Linked DNA regions of Mus musculus: region 1 is linked to region 2. The links are chromatin contacts, called in public targeted proximity ligation maps. All regions are on one chromosome and are shown on one strand. The core of a region is the stretch at or near the end of the contact, and the rest is flanking DNA. Distances in the headings are between cores, read along the strand shown.

Evidence for each region.
Region 1: a contact with region 2 is called in a targeted proximity ligation map of pancreatic cancer cells. A contact is called at or near these places in 3 of 39 promoter capture datasets (the 3T3-L1 cell line, the HPC-7 cell line, HPC-7-derived erythroid cells and 1 more) and 3 of 130 datasets of targeted methods (bone marrow-derived dendritic cells, large pre-B cells and pancreatic cancer cells).

Annotation. Positions count from the first base shown.
Region 1 is chr19:9,929,694-9,934,752 of GRCm38.p6, forward strand. All of the region lies in intron 1 of Gm36913 (a long non-coding RNA gene), which reads right to left. Among named protein-coding and RNA genes, the nearest start is that of Gm36913, 15 kb to the right of the region's middle.
Region 2 is chr19:8,816,695-8,822,336 of GRCm38.p6, forward strand. Hnrnpul2 (heterogeneous nuclear ribonucleoprotein U-like 2) reads left to right here and starts at 2,707. Exons shown (of 14, transcript NM_001081196.1): 1 at 2,707-4,119. The coding sequence starts at 3,588. Ttc9c (tetratricopeptide repeat domain 9C) reads right to left here and starts at 2,600. Exons shown (of 4, transcript NM_027412.3): 1 at 2,327-2,600; 2 at 1,742-1,990. The coding sequence starts at 1,979.

The DNA of each region.
Region 1 (5,059 bases), core at 323-2,822, 1.1 Mb after region 2:
CTCCTGAGTGCTGAGATTAAAGGTGCTTGCGACACCACAGGCACTTTCTTTTTCACTGTGCTTTCCCCCACCTCCTCTCTCCCACCCAGCCTTCCTGGCAGACCCTGGCCTCTGCTGCAATATAGCTGGCTCTCCAGAGAAGAAACTCTACAAACATTCTGAGGTCCCATGGGATCCCTGATACACAGAGGCAACAGGAAACACCCTACCTCCACCTGAGCCTTTGGGGGAGGGGGCGTGTTTCTGAACTCCTTCTCTTCCTCTTCTCCTCCTCCTCCCCTCCTTCTGCCTCCTCCTCCTCCTCTTCCTCCTCCTCCTTCCTGTCATTTAGTAGACTCTCCCCTTCTGTTGTCCAAATGTAGAAAATAGTAAAAAAACAATAAGAAGCAAGCACTAAAGAAGAATAGAAAATTTCAATTAGGGATAGGAAGTAACATTTTGTGTGATAAAAACGTGAAGTTTTGGGAGTTGGAGAGAATGTTCAGTGGGTAAGGCTAAGACTATTCTACAGGCCTGAAGAAATGGCTCAGTGGTTAGGAGGCGCACATACTGCTCTGACGGAGGAGCCAGGTTTGAGTCCTACAGCAGACAGTTCACAGTCACCTGTAACTTCAGCTCCAAGATCACCTTCTTCCTCTGGACTCCTCAGGCGCCTGCACTCATGTGCACATACCCTGCTCCCCATGACCACACAGACACATAGATATACACATAAGATAAAAATAAAATAAATCTGTAAACAAAGAAAGACAGAACGTGTACTACTACTCTTGGCAGAGGACATGAGTTTGGTTCCCAGAACCCACATTGGGCATCTCATGACTATGTGTAATTCAAGATAGCCTATGCCCTCTTCTGAACTCTGAGGGCACCTGCACTCACATAGATTCAACCCAGACACATATATACACATAATTAAGAATAAGTCAGACTGGAGAAACGGTTCAATGGTTAAGAGCACTGCCTGCTCTTCCAAAGGTCCTAGGTTCAATTCCCAGCAACCACATAGAATCTGATGCCCTCTTCTGGTGTGTGACAGTGTACTCATATACATAAACAAATAAATAATTCTTTTTTTAAAAAAGGCTGTCTATTTCTAAATATGTACCTTTACTAATGATGAGTTGGGGTGTTTTTGTTGTTATTGTGGTTGTTTTGGTTTTTGTTTTTAAGTCTAAATAGAAGCTGAACATGGTGGCTTGTACCTGCAGCCATTTTGGCCTGTGGGGCTATGAACAGGGAGCTGGAAGAAGGGAAACTTGAAGCCTAAGTATTGAATACTAATGCTCTAGAAGCTTCTGGCATCATTACTTTGCAAGTCTGACCATGTTCTGCTTCTCTTAGTTTCTTGCTGTTGCTTGCCTTGTAGATTTCCCATCTTCATCTAATTAAGACCAGCTCTTTCTGCTCCCACACGGGAGACACACAGAACAGGCCAGTCTTTCTGGAGTTGAGGATCATGTCCCAGCATAGACCCCAGGCTGTTGTAAGGCAGGGCTCAGGGCCACCTGAGCTGTGAGGACAGTAGAATGACACATGGTCACGGGTTCCACTGCTCTGAGGGCAAAGTCCCTTTGCTGTCCCATATGCATGCAGACTGCTTTCTCAACTAGAGGAAGTCATGGGCTGTCACAGGCCATGGGAGGAAGTAGAGGATTGCTGTAGCTAGTTCATGACTAGAAAACACCACATGCTTCCTGGTAATGGACTAGAACATTCTTGGGGTCCGAGTCACTCCAGGAGTGTGGTGCTGGGCACTCTGCCAGAGAGCTTACACAAAACTGTTGACACCTTATGGCTGAAACTGACAACATCCCTGTTGAGTAGGCTGGGCAGGTCCAGTGCTGTAGGCAGAGTCCTGGCCTCAGATGAGGAAGTTAAGGCCTGAGAGGTGACTTGACCTGGTCTAAGGTTGCATAGCTGGCAGGAGGCAGGGCCTTGCCTGGAATTCGGGTCTTCACTGTGGGGAAATGTTCTAGTTGGGCATCTTGACAGAGCAGCGGTGGTAACATCCTGAAACTCATAGCCTTGCCCAAGATGTGGAGGAAAATTCCCCAGATACTGGTGCCTGAAGACTTCTGAAATGTCATCACCTCTTGATGTTGAAATGTCTCATTCACAGGGGAGTAGGGATGGGGGGTTGCAGAATCCCTCACAGATCTCCTTTCTGCCCCCACCAACCTCCTTTCCTTCCTTTCTTCCTTAAACTTGGAAAATCTTTAGCTACTGTTACAGTTTGGAAATAGCTAGAATGACTCCTCCAAAGGCTTGTATTTTACACGCTGGGCTTCCAGTGTAATGGTATTAGAGCTGGAGATGTAGTTCAGTTTCAAGAATACTTTCCCAGAATGCACAAAGCTCTGAATTCAGTCCCTAGCACTGCATAAAATCAGACCTGGTGGTGCGTTGGGATGTAGGGGTGGAAGGATCAGAAATGTAAGGTCATCCTGAGCTACAGTGTAAGTTTGGGACCAGTTTGGACTACGTAAGACCCTACCTCAAAAAACAAAAAGTGCCTGGGGAGTGCTGACTGAATAAACGTGCACTGTAGACATGGGCATGACCATGTCAAGGACCACAATTCCTCAGACCTGGGTGAGGCTCAGAGACATGACAAAGCTTTCTCTGGTGCAAGTGTGAGTGTACCAATGATTGAGCACTGTGTGTAAAAGGAACAATCACCGAGTGCATGCCAAACACTACAACTACAGCTTCTGTCTCCTGGATGACAGCAGTCTGAGACTGCTCCCCTACAGAAACCTCCTACTAAACACTTCTCCTTAGGTTGTACCTAATAAAAGCTGAGTTTCCAGGCAACATAGTAGGTGCTCTCCATCAGAGCCAGCACTGCCCACCTGACCCCAGCTTTTCTGTATTTGTAGCTGTCGTTTCTTCATTCCCAAGTTTCTCCAGTCAGGTTTCTCAGGACCAAGCTGTGCAGAATGAGCAAGTGGTTGGTTAAGGTCTTATGGAACTAGATTGATTCTGGAGAGGATAGCTTATTGCAGAGGATGAAGCCTGGCCCTTCCAAGACTTCATTTTTTTCTTGCTTTGAGTGTTCTTTTGTACATGGTATCACTTTTGTAGTTCCATCTCTCATACAAGTGCCATGATCTTGGTCTTACCACTAGAAATATAAGTTAATTAATGGCCCCTTTTAAGTTAATAAGGTTCACAAGCCAGGTTTTTGTTATAACAATACAAAACGGAATAATTGTACTACAGTGAGAAAAACACCGGGTATAATGGGAACCCCCTGGCAGGGATATAGATACTGTCTCAGTCCCAACACTAAATGGAAGACTCTCTGGTATGGCCAAGAGATCTGTGTCCATGGAGCCCACTAGAGTAGGGATCAATTTCTGTTCCAGGACTCTTAGTCCTTTTTATCAGTTTTCTCATCCCTTAAAAGAGATGCCATTAATATCACAGGGTCACTGTACGGATTCAATGACAAAAGCTTTTCATACTGTTTCTGACAAATAATAAATATTCCATGTTGCAACTGAATGTGTATGTGTGCAAGTATGTGTGTGTGTGTGTGTGTGTGTGTGTGTGTGTGTGTGTGTGTGTGAGAGAGAGAGAGAGAGAGAGAGAGAGAGATTCACTTTATATCCTAGGCTAGTCTTGAATTCATAATCTTCTGGCCTCAGTCTCCCAAATGCTAGGAATACAGATATCTATCACCATATATATCTTTCATTGTCATTATTTATATAATTCATGTTTGTTATTTCTCATTTTTATAACTATCACTTTGTATAGATTAGGTTGCCTCTGTTAACTTCTGGCTTGCAACACAAGGAATCATTTTTATTTCAATTAAACACACAGCGCTGAAGCTGGGAATGTAGCTCAGGTTGCAGAGTACCCACCTAGCAAGCATGGGATCCTGGGTTCAGTCCCCAACACTGCACAAACCCACTGTAGTAATATATTTTTATAATCTCAGCGTTCAGAAGATAAGGTGGGAAGATCGGAAAGAAGTCCAAGGCCACTGCAGGGCATAGCAAGTTAAGAGGCCAGCCTGGGGTACCATGAAAACCTAAGTCAATGGGAGAAGGAAAAGGAAGGAAGGAAGGAAGGAAGGAAGGAAGGAAGGAAGGAAGGAAGGAAGGAAGGAAGGAGCAGGTTAAACTATATCTAGGAGGAAAAGACCATGCCACCATTAGCCTTAGCTAATCTACAAATGGCTGCAAAATGCATATGGGAGCTAAGGCTCCAGTTAGGCAAAGGCAAGGGGATGGTAAATTTTTGTCCTGTAGAAAGGGCAGAGGGGAAGGGACTCATTTGAGAAATTCTCTTTTGTTAAATAGAACTCTCCATTTGACTGACAAATGAGGAAATGTTATGCGACTGGAATCTCCAAGTAGCAGCACCTACATTCCTCAGTTGTCCGTATTCTGCACTGAGAGGCTGGAGAGGGTGCAGCTGAGGAGAGTGTGTGGTTAACTGTAGAGAAGGAGGTGGAAGAAGGAAGAATTCTGAAATAGGGTGAGAATGAGCCCTTGGTCAGAAGGAGAGAGGAGGGGAGGGGAGGGGAGGGGAGGGGAGGGGAGGGGAGGGGAGGGGAGGGGAGGGGAGGGGAGGAGATGGAAGAGAAGAATCCCAGACAGTCTGGAGAACAAGACAGACAGAAATAAACAAGTCCTTAAAAAACAACTATGCATCTCTACCATACTCTTATAAAAAGAAATGTTCAGCCTCTTCCCAGAAAAAGGAATTTTTAAGTTGTTTCATGGGGGAGGTATGGGAGGGTGCTTGCTTGTCTTTGAGATAAGGACTCAGAATTTAGCTCAGACTAACTTGGAATTCCCTATGTTGCCCAGGAAGGCTTTGAATTCACAATAACCCTCCTATTTCAGCCTCCCTAGTACTGGAATCACAGGAGGGAGCTACCCTACCCTTATTATAGTCTTTTGTGTGCAAGTGTGTGTGCACTGTTCTTGTGTGTGCCTGTATACATGTGTGTGCATGTGCATGTGGAGGCCAGGGTTTAACATCAGATGCCAAATGTCTTATTCTTTTTCCTCTTTTTATTTATTTTGATTTTTTGAAA
Region 2 (5,642 bases), core at 1,457-3,956:
AAGAGTAGAGAGAACAAGGCAAGCATCTAGATGATTTTACACATACACACACCCTCTTGAGTGTTTTGCCGCTATTTATGTACGTGAACCATGTGTGTGCCTAGTGCCTGAGGTGGTAAGAAGGGAGGGCAGTGTCATATCCCTTGAGACTGGAGTTACAGATGGTTGTAAATCATCATGTGGGTGCTGGGAATTGAACTCTGATCCTCTGCTAGAGCAGCCAGAGTTCCTAACTACTGGGCCATCTCTCTAAACTTGTTTAGTCTAAATAAGAAAGTGCTCCACCTCCAGGCTTGATTGGACATCTCATCATGTGCCAAAACAGATTTCACGAGAAATATCTTTGAGTAATGCTAGCCATCAGGGGTGGGGGTGTTGGTTGAGGTGGGAAATCCCTCTCACAGAGGTTAGAAGGGAGAGGTCTTTGAGCTTAAGAGAGGAGGGAGCTGATTTAACAGCTTAGGAGGACACTGGCTAAGACACAACACACTCAATCCTATTGTGCCGCTCTAGCTTCGGGCCCCAGCTTTGAGGCAGGATTTTACCAGCTTAGGGAAAGCACTCTAGGATGGAAGGCTTCACTGATCTCTACTGAGGAGCAACTGAGTTCAAGCAAGGATTAAATTCTGCCAGGGCACCACAAAGTGGAAAGCATACACAAGCAAATGAAATTTTAAATATACTTTGAAGAAAATCAAACTGCTAGAGAAAAAGTGAAGTTAAACTGTTGCTTAGTGACTGAAGGCTTCTCTAAGAAAGGTGATCTTTGGCAAATTCCTTAGTGCATTTTCTGTTTTTTAAAGGGCACAGAATCTTGCAAGAAGCATTTAAGCTCTGGGAATTAAGGCTGTTTGGGTATAATTTTAAATCTACTCATTACTAGATATGATTTCATTAGACTAAACTGAAAGAACTGTTATGACAGTTACATAGATCAATGTGTAGTGACCTAAATACCTGACATTCTACGTCATAAATGTCACATCTATGAATCCTATGTAACCATCCCTTAAACGAAACATCCCCAGGACTATGACTATCTCCATTTTTCAATTTATTTTTTTTTGTTTTGTTTTGTTTTTTATTTTGTTTGTTTTTTTGAGACAGGGTTTCTCTGTGTAGCCTTGGCTGTCCTGGAACTCACTTTGTAGACCAGGCTGGCCTCGAACTCAGAAATCCGCCTGCCTCTGCCTCCCAAGTGCTGGGATTAAAGGCTTGCGCCACCACGACGGGATACAGTTAATTCTTACTTGTTTGAATTAGGGTATTAGCACACATCACAGGCTAGTCTGGCTCTCAAACTTGAAGCCATTTTTCTACTTGGACTTCTCCAGTGCTGCAATTACAGGTGTTAGCATCATTCTTCGAAATAAACCCATTCTAGGTCCACCAAATCAAGATATCTGGGCTTTAGAGCCCAGGAAGTAGTTTCAGGTGAGGTTTGTGAAATCCCGCTTGCTTTTAGAATACTCTACAAATTGGAAACAGGTTTCAATCGACTGCTAAATAGCCAGGTGGCAGTGAAAAAGAACATCTTCCAATGTTCACAGGGCTTGATGATTCTATCTTTTTTGTTTGTTTTGCTTTTTGATACAGGGTTTCTCTGTGTAGCCCTGACTGTCCTGGAACTCACTCTGTATTTGAACTGCCTCTACCTCCTGAGTAGTGGGATTAAAGTCATGCTCCACCACTGCCCGGCCCTGCGGTCTTGATTCTCTGCCCACGCTCGTCCCATACTTACCAGCTAGGTTGTTGTAGCAGTGGGTCTGGATGGTGTGCAGTATGTTTTCTTGCTCCGGTGTGAGAGCTGGGCCCTGAGGTCCCAGACTAGAAAGAGGGGAAGGCAGACTTGGGTCCAGACCCCGCAGCTGAAGAAGAGCTCGATGGTACCTACTCACAGCATCTCGGTACTTTCCTTCCCGGTAGCGCTGGTTTCCTTCCTCCTTGTATACCTGAGCCTCCTGAAGGCGCTTCTCCATGACTGTTGGAACTGTTAAATGAAAGAGAAACTGAAGCAGTAGAATGGGATCAAAATAAATGATTAGAGCATCGATTTCGTAAGCAAGAAGCTCGCAGGGATGTGGGTTTTGCTGTTTTTACTAGTCCCATCTATTCTCCTGTGCTAGTTTTCAGTTTCCAGAAGTACCGCAAACTAAAAAAAGGAATGATGTGAGGATAGTGAGGCCATTGACCAAATGAGTTCCATTAGAAGAGATCCCGGCGTGATTACAGACACTAGGGAAATCCAAAGGCCCGACTAAACGTTCCAAGTGTGTGACCGCCCGCAAAATTCGTTTCCTTCTTTCTCTGAGGCACACCCCCTGACCTGGAAGAAGATGGAGTAGGCGGGAACAAGTGAAACAAGTCAAAAAGGCTTCGCTCCTTTCCAATCTCTTTATTTGTCCTTATCCAACAAACATTTGTTGATGGTTCTGCTGTTAATTGAGGAACCGAAGTGAGTGAGGCCTGAGTCTCCAGTCCACAAGTGAGGCACAAGAGGCCGGAAGCATTGTGCCCAACAACCGCACCACAGCGGAGGCCCAAGCCGGAAGACTCCTCCAGGAATTCGGTTTAAGTTGCAGGAGCACAGAGAGGAAGAGACCAGACCTGCCAGCAGTTTAGCCTCTAACGGGGCACGCGCATTGCGTCATGCCACCCAATCAGAAAGGAGTCTAGAAAAGTAATCCCGCAGAACCGGCCCCGCCTCCCCAGCGGACCAACCCGGAAAAAAAAAATTCCCGGCCACTTCTCCAATAGGAAAAAAAGCCGCACGATATCGGAGGACCAATCAGAGCAACAGACTACGATTCAAGCTGGCCAACGAGAGAAGGAAGGGGTGGGGTTGGCGCCTCTGTTGCTGGGTAGATGTTTAAGCACAGAAAGAGGTCCCGGCATTGCTCTCTCCCTCTCTCTCTCTCCCTTGATGCTGGAAAGGCCTTTCCCTCCTGGCTACGAAAACCCTGCACCACCCATCCTTCCAGCTTGGCTTCGGTTACTAGTCTCAGAAGTTACAGTCAAAGAATAAGCAAGAGAGGACATCGAGTAAGCCCTAGGGTGCTCCGGTAATTGGGAGCGGGCAGGAAGTAAGAGACCTGAGATGGGCGGGACTCCGGCGCGACTGCGCAGAGCCTACGACTGAAGTACGGAAAGAGGAGCGCGCTCACGCTTCCGTGCTACGAGGCACTTGAGCCGCAGCCAGCCTTGCCCGACTCAGGCCCCTGTGCGGCTGCGCGGTTAGGCCGCTTGCGCTGATTGGCCCGGATCTCTGAGAGGAGGGAGGGGAAGTGAGGGAACTCCGTCGTCCTCGGCGCGCACTCCCCCGCGGTCGAGTACAGAGTGTGTCGGAAGCTGCTCCTCGCCGTCTTGTTTTGCGCTCAGTGAGCCGAAAGGGGCAGGGCAGGAGGAAGGCGACATAAACACGCCGCGAAGACAGCGCGGCCTCTGCCTCTGTGTGCGTGCGCTTGCTAGCGCGGGCTCAGTGCTGGCGCGGGAGGCGGAGGCGGGCGGCGGCGGCGCCTGCGCGGTCGGGCTCGGTCGACAGTTCGCAGGGGAGGAGGCGGCGGGAGGCGGAGGAGGCGACGGCGGCGATGGAGGTGAAGCGGCTGAAAGTGACCGAGCTGCGGTCGGAGCTTCAGCGGCGGGGCCTGGATTCGCGCGGCCTCAAAATGGATCTGGCGCAGCGTCTTCAGGAGGCACTGGATGCTGAGATGCTGGAGGACGAGGCCGGCGTTGGTGGGGCCGGGCCCGGTGGGGCCTGCAAGGCGGAGCCTCGGCCTGTGGCCGCGTCGGGCGGAGGCCCGGGCGGGGACGAGGAGGAGGAGGACGACGACGAGGAGGAGGACGAGGAGGCGCTGCTTGAGGACGAAGACGAGGAACCACCACCTGCTCAGGCTTTGGGCCAGGCCGCGCAGCCGCCTCCGGAGCCCCCGGAGACGTCAGCCATGGAGGCCGAGTCCGAAGCTTCCGACACACCGGCGGAGGCCACGGCTGGGTCAGGTGGGGTAAATGGTGGCGAAGAGCATGACAACGGCAAGGGGGAGGAAGACGGGCCGGAGGAACGGAGCGGAGACGAGACTCCGGGATCCGAGGCACCGGGTGACAAGGCCGTAGAGGAACAAGGTGAGGAACTGGCAGCCAAGCCGGGCTTCAACCTGCCGGGTGCGTCTCCGATCCAGCACCCCACCCTGCACCGCGCTATCTGATTCCTTGTTTCCACTTGCCCGAAAGTGCACTGTTCTAGTGGCTTTTTGATGAGATTCTCCTGGGAAGGTGGCTTTCATCCGCTGTCCATCTTTTTGAAGGTTTGGGCGTCTTGTCTTTACACTGTTTGCAGGAGGGAGGTTCCTGCCTAACGTGGTTCCTTGGTGTTAGTGGATGGAAGTGTGTGTGTGTGTGTGTGTGTGTGTGTGTGTGGCTTTCGAGCTACCTGTGGATCAGTCTTCTGGTGCCCACCCCTCTTTAGCAGAATACCTTTAGCCGCAAATATGCTGAAAAATTGGCGCTCTCCCGAGACCAGTTGGAAGCTAAGGCCTGACAGTTCGTTCCTTACCTTAAAAATGTTAAGCAAAAAACAGTCCGTGAAATGCTGCTCTGTCAAACCCAAGTTAGTCTTCAAAGAGACTCTGGATATTTAACCTTGCTCCTTCCTGCTTAAGCCGTCGGAGACAGTGTGTGAGCCTTTTGGGTTTAATCATTAACTAGCAAAGAGAAACTTAGTCTAGTAACATTTTAGTAGAATGTTAGTTACTTGACTGGGGCTTTTTACTTTGTCCCTGTTGTGTTTATATTTTAAGTCTCCTGTCCAGGCTGTAAATAAGCATATTTATAGACTTATTCTACACTGGTGCCCTTAAGGCTCCTAACTAACTGAGCTGAAATGATTTAGGGGTTCTAGTGGAGTAACCTTGTGGTAGGTTTGTGGAAACTTCCCCCAGGAGTTAACGACTTTCTCCTTTTGAAATGCTTGCATGGTTAGAGCTAACCTATAGTGACTGTCAGGAGGGAGAGCTGCTTCTAAGTTTTACTTCCAAGTAGGTTTTTTTGCCTTAGAGTTTTTTGTACTGTTTCGTTGTTTCTTGGTTTTTGTTCTGGATCTTAGTGTTATAAAATTGGAATCTATTTTACAATGATTGTATGCAAAGTATAGTGTTCGGGGTTTTTGTTGTGTCCGATGTCCTGGGACTGAGGTCCTATTACATAACCCTTAATTTGTGTTATCCCAAATAGCAGATCAAAAGCATTAAAGAATAAGGGAGTGTTTTAAAGGAATTGTTGAAAACACTTAAGCCTTCAAAACATGAAAGCCTAAGGAAAAATTCCATGTGTTACTCCGTGTAAAGAATGTTACTGCCAGGTTTGGTGTCACTGGCCTTCAGTCCCAGCACTTGAAGGCAGAGGCAGGCAGATCTCTGTGTTTGAGGCCAGTCTGATCTAAATAGTGAGTTTTAGGACAAGCAGAACTACATAGTGAGACCCTGTCTAGAAACAACAACAAAAGAATGTTACTTAATATATAACACCACCTTCCTGCCCCAAATTTCATGCAGTAAAGATGCAGTGTTATTTATGGTTTGCTTGTGACCTAAGAATTTCTCTGGTAACTTTCAAGTTCCTGTTAAAAATACACCTGCCACTGTAAGACT